Regions from separate parts of the Mus musculus genome. Here regions 1, 3 and 4 are each linked to region 2. Evidence: chromatin contacts called from public Hi-C, HiChIP or PLAC-seq and promoter capture Hi-C data. All regions are on one chromosome and are shown on one strand. Each heading gives the region's core, a stretch centred on a gene start, on an enhancer-like site or on the middle of the called end of the contact. The rest is flanking DNA. Distances are from core to core; before and after follow the strand shown.

What was found. Promoter capture Hi-C pulls out the DNA fragments that hold promoters and counts their contacts. Hi-C and Micro-C count contacts between places; a contact is called where the count stands out from the background. HiChIP or PLAC-seq counts read pairs in DNA pulled down with a chosen protein or histone mark.
Region 1: a contact with region 2 is called in a promoter capture Hi-C map of hippocampal neurons, with 3 times the contacts expected there. The contact joins the enhancer-like site here to the promoter of 1700010I14Rik in region 2. A contact is called at or near these places in 11 of 39 promoter capture datasets (the 3T3-L1 cell line, the C10 cell line, the HPC-7 cell line and 7 more), 4 of 115 datasets of contacts at active chromatin or transcription factors (astrocytes, embryonic stem cells, large pre-B cells and 1 more) and 3 of 9 other capture datasets (adipose tissue, embryonic stem cells and pancreatic islet).
Region 3: an H3K4me3 HiChIP or PLAC-seq map of embryonic basal ganglia shows a contact between it and region 2, with 3 times the contacts expected there. The contact joins the enhancer-like site here to the promoter of 1700010I14Rik in region 2. A contact is called at or near these places in 7 of 39 promoter capture datasets (the 3T3-L1 cell line, cranial neural crest, hippocampal neurons and 3 more), 4 of 15 datasets of contacts at CTCF or cohesin (the NIH/3T3 cell line, large pre-B cells, pro-B cells and 1 more), 1 of 484 Hi-C or Micro-C datasets (the N1E-115 cell line), 8 of 115 datasets of contacts at active chromatin or transcription factors (astrocytes, bone marrow-derived macrophages, embryonic basal ganglia and 5 more) and 4 of 9 other capture datasets (adipose tissue, embryonic stem cells, liver and 1 more).
Region 4: a contact with region 2 is called in a Hi-C map of cortical glia, with 1.8 times the contacts expected there. The contact joins the enhancer-like site here to the promoter of 1700010I14Rik in region 2. A contact is called at or near these places in 1 of 39 promoter capture datasets (the C10 cell line), 1 of 484 Hi-C or Micro-C datasets (cortical glia) and 1 of 9 other capture datasets (adipose tissue).

What each region holds. Positions count from the first base shown.
Region 1 is chr17:8,646,446-8,649,709 of GRCm38.p6, reverse strand. It overlaps a transcript of Pde10a not described here. Among named protein-coding and RNA genes, the nearest start is that of Gm46585, 87 kb to the left of the region's middle. Within about 2 kb of position 1,914, at least 52 of the 459 cell types and tissues checked have an H3K27ac peak or open chromatin away from gene starts, as enhancers often do. A contact at or near this core is called in hippocampal neurons and stem cell-derived neural progenitor cells, where this site is marked.
Region 2 is chr17:8,986,934-8,990,307 of GRCm38.p6, reverse strand. It overlaps 1700010I14Rik (RIKEN cDNA 1700010I14 gene), which reads right to left and starts at 1,975. Exons shown (of 10, transcript NM_025851.3): 1 at 1,887-1,975. The coding sequence starts at 1,911.
Region 3 is chr17:8,624,684-8,627,883 of GRCm38.p6, reverse strand. It overlaps a transcript of Pde10a not described here. Among named protein-coding and RNA genes, the nearest start is that of Gm46585, 110 kb to the left of the region's middle. Within about 2 kb of position 1,288, at least 4 of the 459 cell types and tissues checked have an H3K27ac peak or open chromatin away from gene starts, as enhancers often do. A contact at or near this core is called in embryonic basal ganglia, where this site is marked.
Region 4 is chr17:8,729,800-8,733,152 of GRCm38.p6, reverse strand. The region is part of intron 1 of Gm46585 (a long non-coding RNA gene); the gene reads left to right. It also overlaps a transcript of Pde10a not described here. Among named protein-coding and RNA genes, the nearest start is that of Gm46585, 3.9 kb to the left of the region's middle. Within about 2 kb of position 2,077, at least 5 of the 459 cell types and tissues checked have an H3K27ac peak or open chromatin away from gene starts, as enhancers often do. A contact at or near this core is called in cortical glia, where this site is marked.

The DNA of each region.
Region 1 (3,264 bases), core at 665-3,164, 340 kb after region 2:
TTGTGGTTCTTGTTGTTTGGTGGTTCGTAATGTCTCACACTTGCTCAGTATGTATGTATTTTAAAGGAAACCTGGAGCCTGGATTAGTTATGTGCACATAGGAGAGGTAAGCATATGTAAGCATATGGAACCCAGGAAGGCTATTTCATTCATCCATCTCCATAGTATATCATGAGCCTGTGATAAAGATGGTTTGGTTTGGAGCCCTCAATGCAAAAGGGGGTGAACCTGATATTTCAGGCTCCTGCTAAGGGCGCTGAATGGCAATATGGGGAACAGTACACTCTTCCTGAGCTAGGATGCTAAGAAGCAAACAGAGAAGACAGAAGGGCTATGGTCTCTAGGTCCCCATAGAGGACATGGCCTTAAATACCTAAGGACCTCTACTAGCCCATCCTCCTAAAGTCCCCTAAACTGTTTCCCAGATAGCTGGGCCCTGGGTCACTAACCTTCAGCACATAGGCCTGTGGGAGGTTTTCAAGATCTAATTATCATGGCAGAGCTTCCTCTTGACCCAGAGTGGATACAGAAAGGTGGCTATCAGTGTTTCTCATCTGTATGGGACCTAAGGAGTCTTCCAAAAAGGGATAAAAAGGAAGGGCGATGCTGAGGATCTTTTCCGTGTGACCCCTCTCTCACCCTGAGTCCTGGCTGTTGAGAGTACACTATGCCTCAGGTGCTGTCTGCTCCACAGACAGAGTAACAAAGTAGACACATGGAAGGGAGCACCTGGACCAAGATATTTGCTACAAAATAACAAATAAAACACAGAAGTCTCCATTAAATGTAACTTCCATATAGAAAAGGATTACAGCATAATTCATAAGTCCTCAAGATGGAAGAGAATACAAATGGCACCAAGTCTAACAGATCGCAAGAGGTTCACTCATGTTGCTTGAATCTTTTGCACTTTTTTCTTTGCTTCTCTTTTTTCTTTTTGATAAGGCCTAGCTGAGTCCCCCCCCCCCGCCCCGCCCCAAGCTGCCCTTCTTCCCCTGCCTTGTGGTACTGGGATTCAGGAGTCTGCCACCATGCCCAGCTTTGATTTGTATTTCTAAAGTTTATTTCATTGGAAAGTAAGAGTCCCTGGGACAAATGTTTGGAAACATTAGATCAGTGAAAGTGAATGGCTGTTGCTTCTGTGACTTCTTGCTGTTGTGGTGAGCATCGTCAAGGCTGTAGCCTTGGGTGTGGGCGTTCAGCCAAGGGGGTGGAATTAAGTCAAGTATAGAGGCTGCTATGACACATATATCAACTGCCTTCCAAAATACAAGGAAGTCTGAGCTTGCAGACACACGAGGCAGGGCACTGTGGGCCTGAAGGTATGCAACTGGGGCCCAAGGAAGGACAAACCCAGGTAGGTAGCACCAGGTTCCCAGCTTAGAAGCAGTCCACATTTTGTACAGAATGTAAGAGGTAAGGAAATGCTCCACCTATCCCTGAGCTTCAGCCCCACCCCACACTTTACTTGCAAATCCAATAAAATAGAGAAACCCACCTATATCATGATTCATAAATGTTTTAAAAGCTTCGTCCCAAAGCCAAATTATGGGCCCTATGTAGAATACCAGGATTCACTTGTTTTCAATAAATTATTTCTTAATGGCTTTTTACCATGTTCCCACATTCTTGGGATTGTAAATGTATAACTGTCTGTTTAAAATTCATAGCTTCTGCATATAGGAACACAATGAAGTAAAAAAAAAAAAAATCAGATCCTAGAATCTCTCTTTATATGGGCAGAAGCTTTGACTTGGTGTTAACTCTAGCCAGACCCAGCTGGACAGTGATTGCAGGCAGACAAACAACAGTCCAATGTTTGACAGACAAAAGCCAATGAGGAAGGTAGACAGACCTCTGCAATTTCCCAGACCAGTGAGACGTCACTGTGTCGCCTGACTACAGCATCAGCTCTGCCCAGTCTGTGTCCCCACAAGCCTGGCATTGCACAGCCATGGACAAATCAAATACCGAGGCTCATTGTACTTATTGGCAAATGATCCTGGCACCAGAAAACTGAATGAATCACACTATACATGCTCTCCAATTTGATACGGAGAGTTGAAAGCCTGCATTCGATTTTGTCTCTCTTTGTCTGCTCTAACAAAGGAATCAGCTACATGCAGAAATGGTACAACCGCCAAGCGAAGATTCCTTTCTTTTCCTGCCAGGACAGTGCTGTGTGCTCAGCTTTTCAAACAACAGCCTGTCTGTCAACAAGGGTCTGTCATGAGCCGTGTGGTTCCTAGCAGCAAAACCAACACCACCTCAAAGCTTACCTGCCTGCAGTGTCACCACAGTGCATGGCAGACATGATACTTTTCTTCTCCCCATCAGGCATATATTAGGAAGGTTCTGAGATCTCAATCTCAAACAGAACACTTTAATTTGATACCACAGTATAGGAACGAGGTCTAGAGGGCTGATGATAAATTCAGTCATGATTAATGGATAAGGATATGCTAAGGAATCTATCCTGAAAAACACCCAAAGGTCTTTGCTTTCCTCAGCTCTTATATTCAGCCTGTCCCTCTGTCTCCTTCCCTGCTACAGTCCATAGGTGTGTGGCATGGTCCAGTGGAAGTGTCTGACTGCAATCATAGCTTGAGACCATTTGAGACAGCAACTCGATGTCATACCATCCAGCACCCTGAGCTGTTATTCCCACAGAAGAACAGATTCTACATAAGGAAACTTGGGCAGAAGAATAGGAACCAGGAATGCAGAGCCCATGGGCATCCTGTCTCCATCTCCTTCCTCGCTTCTCCATTTCACGGGGGCATCCTCTTCCCATTGAAGGAGAGTTTCTACACAGAAGAGCATCCAGGTTTGCAAGTACATCTACAGTTTAGGGGTGACACCTTCAGCCACCACAGAGGGGCCTTCTGGGGAGACCCATGCTGGGAAGACATCTATTAGCTTCGGAAGGGGAAGTACCCACCCCTGAAGGGAGCACCATAGTGAAAAGGTAGAGGTTCACCCATTAAGCCCACAGGCTCACAGCAAGGAGAACAGCAGGACAGGGACAGTGGTTCTCTGAAGGGGCAAGTAGGGCATCCAGTCAGAGACACCCCCACATAGACCCACAACCTCCACAGGACCTTAGAGAAAACACTAGATCCCTAGGCAGGGTCAGACGGTTGGTCACTAGACAGGGAACAAGGCATAGGCGAGACTGTAGGCGTATGATGTCTTTCTCACATAATTATGAGGAAATCATAGCATGAGTCAATGTACCAACTGCTAGTCAGTGCAGAGAAGTGC
Region 2 (3,374 bases), core at 726-3,225:
CTTTTCTAATTAGCACAGCCATTTTCAACCTGGGATCAGGTGACCCCACACAGAATCAGGAGCAGGGGCCAAAGAACACATGCGCACCAGTGCCCCACTCAGCTCTCTTTCCATTCACCCAAGGCCCCACCCAAGAAACAGATTGGGTCTTCCCACCTGTCTTAGTCAGGGTTTCTATTCCTGCACAAACATCATGAACAAGAAAACAAGTTGGGGAGGAAAAGGTTTATTCGGCTTACACTTCCATACTGCTGTTCATCACCAAAGGAAGTCAGGACTGGAACTCAAGCAGGTCAGGAAGCAGAAGCTGATGCAGAGGCCATGGAGGGATGTTAATTACTGGCTTGCTTCCCCTGGCTTGCTCAGCGTGCTCTCTTACTACCAGACTACCAAGACTACCAGCCCAGAGATGGTCCCACCCACAAGGGGCCTTTCCCCCTTGATCACTAATTGAGAAAATGCCTTACAGTTGGATCTCATGGAGGCATTTCCTCAACTGAAGCTCCTTTCTCTGTGATAACTCCAGCTGTGTCAAGTTGACACAAAACTAGCCAGTACACCACCTCAGCCCATTTAAGAAAACCTCTCAGGGCATGGCCACAGGGCAACCTCATTTAGACAATTTCTTTTCAGAGCTCCTTTGTGAATTTATTTTGTGTCAGGTTGATAATCAAAATTAACTATCCCCTTGGTGTCTGTGTTGTAGGGTTTTATAGGGGGGATACCTCTCTCCAAGGTACTGACCAACACACACATGCACACCATACATGCAAAAACTAGACCAGCCTCAGAAGGGTCATAAAAGTCCAGGTTCAGGAAGCTCTACAGATACTGGTCTCCAATGTACCTCAGCAGACATGAGCCACATGCTTACTCTAATGACAAGAGACCATGTCTCCCAGCAGATGTCCTGCCAATGGCCTGGCTCTGAGCCTTGTGTGTGTTGAGTGTCTAGCATGCGGGCTGACCTGGCTAAGCACAACTGAGGCTGTTACCAGTTAGCCTCGTCACTCTCAAGGGACATCTGCAGTGTTGTCAGTGTCCCATCAATGTCAATGACCTCCACATCACTGCATGTGGATATGGGGGTTGGCTGTGCACTAGGACAGTAGACTTGCAACCTGTTGCTCTAGCAATATTCCCTGAGTGAACTCTGCCTCTCAATACTGGTGGTGTCACTTAGAGCTAGACTGTTAGGTTGTTAGATTTATTACATGTGAGCTGTTCCCTACTTTTATTATGTGTGGACAATCATCTATGTATTCGAAACAGACACCTGCTTGCCTGCCTGCCTCTCTGACCTGTAAGTCACATACCAAGAGAGCGGTGTGGTACAGGAAGTTTTGCAAAACTCTCAGCTTCAAAACAAAAAGCACTGAACGAGTATGGTGAGCCCCTCCATCCCTTTCCCTCCAAGGTACTTTTACACACACACACTCCATACGCCTTTACACACATCCTATAACACACATACCAAGGTGATAGTTACTTTTGATTATCAGTCTGACACAAAATAGAATCCAGGAAGGAACTCTCAAAAGAAATTGTCTAGATGAAGTTGTCCTGTGGCCATGACCTGAGGGGTTTTCTTAAATGGGCTGAGGTGGGAAGACCCACTCTGTTTCCTGGCGGGGTCCTGGAGCTGAGTGGAGAAATGGTGCGCGTGTGTTCTTTGCTCTCTGTTTCCGGTTGAGGACAGAAGTAGCCAGCTTCCTTAAGCTTCTGAAAGGTCTGAGTCGCTGGGTCCAAGCAAACCCTCCTGATCCAGGAGCTGACTTCCTGCCACCAGAAAGGTTTTTACTTTCAAAACCACTTCTGAGAAACCAGCTTTCCTGGACAAACATCAACCGGGTCAAAACCCACAAAAATAGAGGCAGACCACTTACAGTCAGGTTCCTGATCCTCAGCCATTGCCCCTCTGGTCGGCTCGCTGCCAACGGAAGCTGCAGTTGCCAACGGAAGCTGCAGTTGCCAACGGAAGCTGCAGTTGCCATGGAAACAGTAAATATTCCTAGCCCCTCCCCCTCAGTGTAACTCTGGCGCCCGGCCACAGGGTGGCAGAATAACAGAATAGCCAGGAGTCTGCCACCTTCCCCAGCCAGGTCTGGGAGCCCTGGAGGGATGCTCACTGGTTTTACTTTGCAAAACAAAACTAGGCAAGATTCATTACAGAGCATGGGACAAAAGATAACTGGTGTCCCCAGTGAATGTGCCCCCGCTGCAGTCCTTGGTTCTAGACGCAAGAACCAGAGCACACGGGATGCTAAAGAGGAGGGCTGAGGTGTTTCTGGACACGCGATAGGGTCACCAACTCAGATCCTCGAGTTCAGACAGAAAGGGAAGAACTCTGGTTTGCACAAGGCATGTGCTAGTAAGAGCGGCACCTCCCCTACTTCTGGAAAATGTTAATCTCCCCCCCCCCCCCACCCTACGGCCGAAAAAAAAATTCTTCCAAATCATGGCTTATGTCAGCGTAATCATTCTATCCCTTAGGTGACAAAAATCAGAACGTCAAGGGTCAAATATGTGTCGATTCTTAAGAATATAGTAAAACCCATATTCCCTCCTATTGTTTAGTCGTCTATCAAAGTGATTGAAGGAGAAGTATATTCAATTATTATCACTGCAACGACCTGTCAAAACTAAGGTGGATTTTTGTGGAAGCAAATCCCTGGCTCACTGCCCATGTTGTCCCCACGTGGGGGAGGGGGTGGCTCCTGAAGGCAGAGGAATGGAAGGACCAGACACCTGCGTTCACCCAGGGAAGAGTTTTGAGCAGCAATGGCTAAGTGCTATGGAAAGCCAGGAAGAACAGAGTTGCACCTAGTCCCAGGTGACCTATAACCTTAACCTATGACTCGGGCAGTGAATTCTGACCCTTTCAGCCTGGTTTGATATGAAAGGGAACTAGCAACTTTTCCACAGTGCCAGGCTGGAACCCACTCTTCAGAGGCAAACGAATGCCCTACCACCGAGCCACACACCCTGACCCCTTCCCCGTGAGGCTCAGGGCAGAGATGGTGGTGTTGGAGGAGGTAGAGCACATGTACACACAGTCTACCTCTGTCTTGGGTTTCTATTGCTGTCATAAACACTATCACCAAAAGCAACTTGGGAAGGAGGGTGTTTATTTCAGTTTACTCTGACCTTGAAGGAAATTGGAACTCAAACTGGGCAGAAACCTGGAGGCAGGAGCTGATGATGCAGAAGGCCACAGAGGAGTACTGCTTACTGCCTTGCTTCCTGTGGCTTGCTCAGGCTCATTTATTCCACAGTCGGGACCACCGGCCTAGGGTGTGGCACCACCCATAGTGGACCCTTCCATATCAATCACTAATCAAGGAAAATGTCTCACAGACTTGCCTACAAGTGAG
Region 3 (3,200 bases), core at 39-2,538, 360 kb after region 2:
TCTGTCCTTATTCTCTTGCTATGTGACTCATGCTATAGTTACATACATATAGTTCCATACAATTTTTAATTGTATGGAAAGCCACATTTGTGTGGTTGGAATTTCTTGTGGTTGGAACTCTGCAGATGGTAGGTAAACGCCGGTTATGTCATTTAATCTGTGGATTTGAATAGCTGTCATTCGGATTAACTTTTAGGTTTACTTGGTTTGGAGTTGTTGTCACTGCAAAATCTAGTTTAATTTTGTTTCTAGCTCATGAGTAAATATCAGCACATTGATGTGAAGAGAGCAGAGAGCAGCGAGGAGTCCCTCCAGAGAAGCCTTCGCTCTATTCTCTGTGGGATGCTGCTCTTCATACCCAACTATATGGGCCTACCGCTCCCAAGGCACAGGGATGGTCTTCCTGCCTTCAGCCTTCCCTATTGGCTTCAGTCCATCATGAAGGGTATGGGCAACTCTTCCAGTCCCCTAGTGTGCAGACCCTGACTGACCGAGGGCAGAGGGGATGCCCTGGGGCTGGGCACTACCTTCCACCTCTTATTCGACTAGTACAGCAGTGTAATGTGGGCACTTTAATGCTTTCAGGGCTCACAGTAACCCTGATTATAGACACGCTGGCTACAGGACACTCACCCCTTGAAGACAGCAATATTCTTGCCTAAGGAAAATATGAAGCCAGAGGATACATGTACCTTCTGACCCCAGGGGCTGCCACCTCAGCTTCAGCACCTTGCTGCTCCGATGGAAAGAACAGCCCAGTGTGTGCACTATTTATACTCTGAATAGGATGTAAGTTATACCACAAGCAATGTGAGTTATACTCAGCCCAGATTGGTGAGGGGCATTGCTGCTCCTCAGGACTCCCCTAGTGCCCTCGACTACTTTGTGAATAGCAACTCTTGGGAGAAAACGCGTGCAATTAGCATTTTACTGATGCACTTACAAAAGTGAACTTGGGTAATAACAGAGGTCCCTTCCCTTCTGTAATTACATGTCCTCAATAACGTGATGCAAACAAAATCTCCCTGCACTTGTCTTCCCCAAAGAGCAAACCTTGAGATAGAACATTATACGTTTTTATAAACGTTAAGATTGTCACAATCAGTCAAACAGACAAAGGCAGGTAACTCAGAGTCGGCAATGACAATCTTGATCTCTTTATTTTCATCCCTCCTGTGGAGGCAATGGCAAGAGTTCCATTAAATGAGCCACTTAATGCCACAGCGTCCCCACTAGAATCCCTCGTGCTTCTGTAATTACTACCACCGAGGAGTCTTTGCATATACTGAAGAGAAAGCAGGCATTCATAGTTAAGGCCAGCTGCCTTGCAGCAGGCTCCAGCAAGCCAGCACTTAAACTCTCCAAGTGAGTTAAAATGAGCATCGGAGAGGATGTGCACATGCTCGCTTTAGAGAAAGGCACCCAGGCCTCCTCCTTGCAGGGTCTGAGGCAGGTGAGGGCTTCCTTCACCACAGAGATGTTGGCTGGATGGGGTCAGCATTTACTGAGGCCCAAGAACTGCAGCCGACAAGTGATCCAAGTTGTCTGTCTTCCTCACTAGTTTGCATGGAACAGAGAGGCCCAGGGACTTGCTCCTGGTCACACAGCAAGATTCATGCCTCTGAGGTTAGATACTATAGAGAGGAGACAGAATGGACCTGGAACAAGAGCAGCTACTGTCCCTGTTCCCTCTGATACTTGTTAGCTTTGGAGTAACTAGTATCTGACATTTGATGGCTCTGCAGTAAAACAGGAACGAGTCTCTCCTGTCACCCTGGAGTGGCTCTAAAGACTGGAGAGCCTCTAAGAGCTGGCATGTAGATACAAGTAAATACCTTTACCAGGAGGGAAAGAGGGATGTGGCTTGCTGAGAGACCAAGAGTCTGCTACACTGGGATGCAAGATCAGAGAGTTCCAGCTCCAAGAAATACCTGACAGGGGCCTGAGAGACTGACCCACCTATGCATGCGGCTGAGCCTGTCGCCGTGGGGCTACAGTAGCAATATAAGTGAACTGGGGTGAGACGAGCTCACGGCGTCAGGAGGCAGCCTTGAAATGATAGGGAAGATCTGTGCAGGACCAGTGCCCAGCAGAGACTCTCAGCAAGGAAGCAGACTGTTTCCCCCAAGGCAGGAGATGGCTTGCCTGTAGGAACTGTGGATGAAAGTTCTGGAAAAGAAGGCAAACCTTCCTCTGAACCTTCTGCAAAGCTGATTGAAAGACTAGACCCTCAGTGATCATGAAGAGTTTGGAATGTCCAAAGTCCAGGGCCAAATTGTCCTGTGTCATCTTTAGCTCTCTAAAGAGTCACTGATTGGCATCTTCTGGACCAGACCACACAGCGTTGTGACTAATAGGTAAATCCTTTGGGGTGTATATGCAGAGCACTGGCTTTCCTATCTGACCCTCACCCCTGAGACAAGTTTTTTTCTGTGTAGCCCTGGCTAACCTAGAACTTGCTTTGTAGACTAAGCATGGCCTTAAACTCATAGAGATCTGCCTGTCTCTGCCTCCCCACTGCTGGGACTAAAGGCATGTGCCACCATACTGGTTTTCCAGCCACCCAGAAAGCTATGCACATTGTCAGATCGTATCTGAGACTCTTAAAGAGGTCTCCCTACCTTTCTGTAACCTGCCTACTACTTCTGCCAATGTGTTAAAAAAAAAAAGTGTCTTGGTACATTTATTATTTTTGTGTTGTTTCTAAACATTTTTTTAATTTTATGTGCTTGTATGTATTTCTTGCATGTATACCTGTACCGCATGGGTACCCAGTGCCTAAAGAACTAGATGAGGGTACTGGATCTCATGAAACAGGAGTTTACAGATGGTTGTGAACTACAGTGTGAGGCTGGGAAACAGACTCAGATTGTCTGCAAGAGCAGCCAGAGTTCTTAACCACTGGACCAACTTCTCCAGCCTCTCTTTGTTCATTTTTATAAAAACGTCATGAAACTGCCACCTCACTAGATCATGGTATTTGAAGAAACATAAGTCTGTTTTCCAGGGCTGTGGACATTTATATTTGCCTCCAGAATAAACAAACTTGTATACCTTCAAGGAGAGAGCCGCCGCTGCCGCCTCCTCCTCCTCCTCCTCTTCTTCCTCCTCCCCCTCCTCTCCCCCCCTCCTCCTCCTCCTCCTTCTTTTTGCATTGATAAATCAAAGGGCCTAGGTCCCTCAGGCTGACTATAAATTTA
Region 4 (3,353 bases), core at 828-3,327, 260 kb after region 2:
CACAATCCCATGAGAATGGGGTTCAGGTCCTCAAGACCCATATAAAAGGTGGGTCTGGCAGTATGTGCCTGTAATTCCAGTGTGCTGTGGGGTGGAAACAGGAGGACCTTGGTGGCTTACTACTCTAGTTCAAACTATGAACTCTAGGCTCAGGGAGAGACATTGTCTCAACCTGTTAGGTGGGGAGCAATAGACGGGAGACTCCAACAGCAACCTCAAGCTTCAACATGTGTGCATCATGTAAGCACATGTGCACACACACACATACACACAGGTAAGTATACCCACATACACATGTGTACATACACACACTGATAAGACCTATCCATAGTGTATTAGTAATTAAATAAGGTCCATACCTTGAGTCAACACACAATATGAATGAGGAAAAGAAAAAATATTCATATATATACATATATGTGTGTGTGTGTATACGTATATATGTGTGTGTATGTGTGTATATATATATGTGTGTGTGTGTGTGTGTATATATATGTGTGTGTGTGTGTGTGTGTGTGTGTGTGTGTGTGTGTGTAAAATTAGAACTTTCAGAGGAAAATACATAAGAACAGCTCTTGACTTGAAAAATCATAAAAATAATGGGTGATCCAGGCACAAAAAAGGATTAAACTAAGGCATTCTACACCAATAGGAATGCATGATGGACAAGCCAGCCACCAACCCTTTGACCTACACTCTGCCCTGCCTGCAAGATACACTAATGCAATGGTGGCACAGAGCTTATGGAGTAGCCAGGCAACGTCTAATATGACTTAAGGCCCACTCCATGAGATAGAACCCATACTGCTTGGAGGACCAAGAACCAGAGACTAGATAGGTCAGGGACATGGGGTAAAACAAAATACTACTGCTCTACTAAATGTACCCATACAATGACTCCTACTGACATTCTGTTATGCTCTTAGATCAGTGCCTTGCTCAGCCATCATCAGAGAAGCTTCCTCTTGCAGTAGATGGGGACAGATACAGAGACCTAAAGCCAGACACCATACAGAGAATGAAAGGCCTTGCAACACTCAGCCCTAAATGGGAGGTCTCCATCAAATCCTTCTCAGGGAACCCTGCAGATTGTCAGAGCCAGAGGGGATGGAGGACACCAAGAAAATGAGACCCTCAAACAATCAACATGAGCAATGTTCATATGACTTCACAGACAGAGGCAGCATGCATACAGCCATGCACTGTTCTGCAACAGGTCCTCTGTGGGTATACTATGGCTTCCAGTTTAGTGTTTTTAGGGAATTCCTAAGTGTGAGAATGAGTGGGTCTCTGATGCTTGTGCCCTCTTTTGGACTCTTCCTTCTGTTTATTTGTCTTGTGCAACTCTGATGTGATAAAAAAAATTTTTTGTTTTATGTTTTATTTTGTTCTTCTTTATCTTTATCCCTCAGAAGCCTGTTTGTTTTCTAATGAGAGACAGAAAGGGAGTGGTTTCAGATGGGAGAGGAGGAGAGGGGGAACTGGAAGGGCTAAAGAGGAAATCATAATCAAGATATGATCTGTGGGGTCGGGGGATCTATTTTCAATAAAATGGGGAGGTCTTAGGGGTTAGAAAAGGATAAATATCCACAATATAAAAGAATTTCGAGTTAATAGGAAAAACACCAAAACATGCGATGAAAAGGGAGCAAAAGAAATAAAAATAAACAAATGAACAAACATGAAAATTTGGTCATTCCCACTACTACATAAAAGTAAAAGAATCATTGAGCGGTTTTCATGGGGCGGGGGTGGGGTGGGGTTAGGGGTAGAAAAAAATTTCTTGGAAAAATTTGGACCCATTTCTAATTGGTTCAAACACTTGAAAGAGTAAATTATGTAGAGCTAAATAGGGTGGTCTGTAGGGGGCGCTAGCTGTGCTCCCTGGTGTCTGAATCTCGTTAAAACAAAACAAAACAAAACTGATCTCACAGATGGACACAGGGACACAGGGACAACATTCACAGAAGTCCTTTTATAATATAAAAAAGTCAAACAGGGAAGACGACAACTCACTGTCCTTCAAAAGAAAAACAGAAGAACCACACACTGGAGCCCATCTCTGTAGTGAACCGTCACATAGCATCGGGAAGCAAGCAGGTCAGCGCCACATGCCAGCGTTTGAAAGGGTGAGCAGCAGAATCCAATACAATGGTGTTTGGTGCAAGTGTGACTTTCCAAGGCACCATAGAGTTTTGTTTAGGTACGCACACATCTACAGTAAAGGTATAAATTATGTGGGAGAGGAGACAAATAGAGAATTTTGGACAGTGGTATCCCTGGAGCAGAGAGCAGGATGCAGAAAGGAGATGCAACTGAGGAGCGAGCGGGTGATGCCCACAATGGGACTCTGATAGCTCACACTAGTGAGAGCTGCACAGATGCTCATCACATGCACGAAACACTGGCATACTGTGGCCTATTTGTGCGAGCTGTAGCATCCTGGCCTGGTGATTCAGTACACATGTGTGGAGCTCAGGAATCTTAGGTCCCCTGGGAGCCAGAGCAAAGGGTACCCCGACACAGGCAAGTGCAGCCACGGACTATAAGACCATCAGCATAGGGAATATAAGGATATTAACAGTGATAAGAATCATGTTCGTAAATATCAACCAACCAGAACCCCCAGAGCTCTCGGGGACTAAACCACCAACCAAAGAGTACACATGGAAGAACCCATGGCTCCAGCCACATATGTAGCAGAGGATGGCCTTGTCATGCATCAATAGGAGGAAAGGCCCTTGGTCCTGTGAAGGCTCAATGCTTCAGTGTAGGGAAATGCCAGGGCAGGGAGATGGGAGTGGGTGGGGGGAACACCCTCATAGAATCAGGGGGAGGGAGGATAGGTTATGGGGTTTCTGGAGGGGAAATTGAAAAAGGGAATGACATTTGAAATGTAAATAAATAAAATATCTAATAAAAAACGAATCATGTTCGTAGCATAAGACAAATGCAGGAATATGCGTGTGAGTCAAGGCTAGGACAGAGTGTAGAGTCTGTGTGTGTGCCCACAGCTTATGTGTTTGCATCACATATTCAAATAGGTAAGAGGGGAACAGATCCGACTGCAGAGAAACAGTGCTGGCTAGGGACCTGTGGAGAGCAGTGCAGGCTGGGACTCTCCCGGAAGCAGCACCGTCTATTTCTTGGGCTAGCAGATGCTCTCCATTCCTCATACACTGGGCATGAGCTGGGAGATGAACAGTGATGCTCTGCACCCGAGAGTTTCCGTGGGTAGCAAGAGGAGACCACTGATAGTCTCAGAATCAGTCCCATGATCCCTGCAGCAGGGTACCAGACTGACACACCCACCCACCAGGTCCTCCTGCTACTCCCCCGGGTGACGTAAGAGA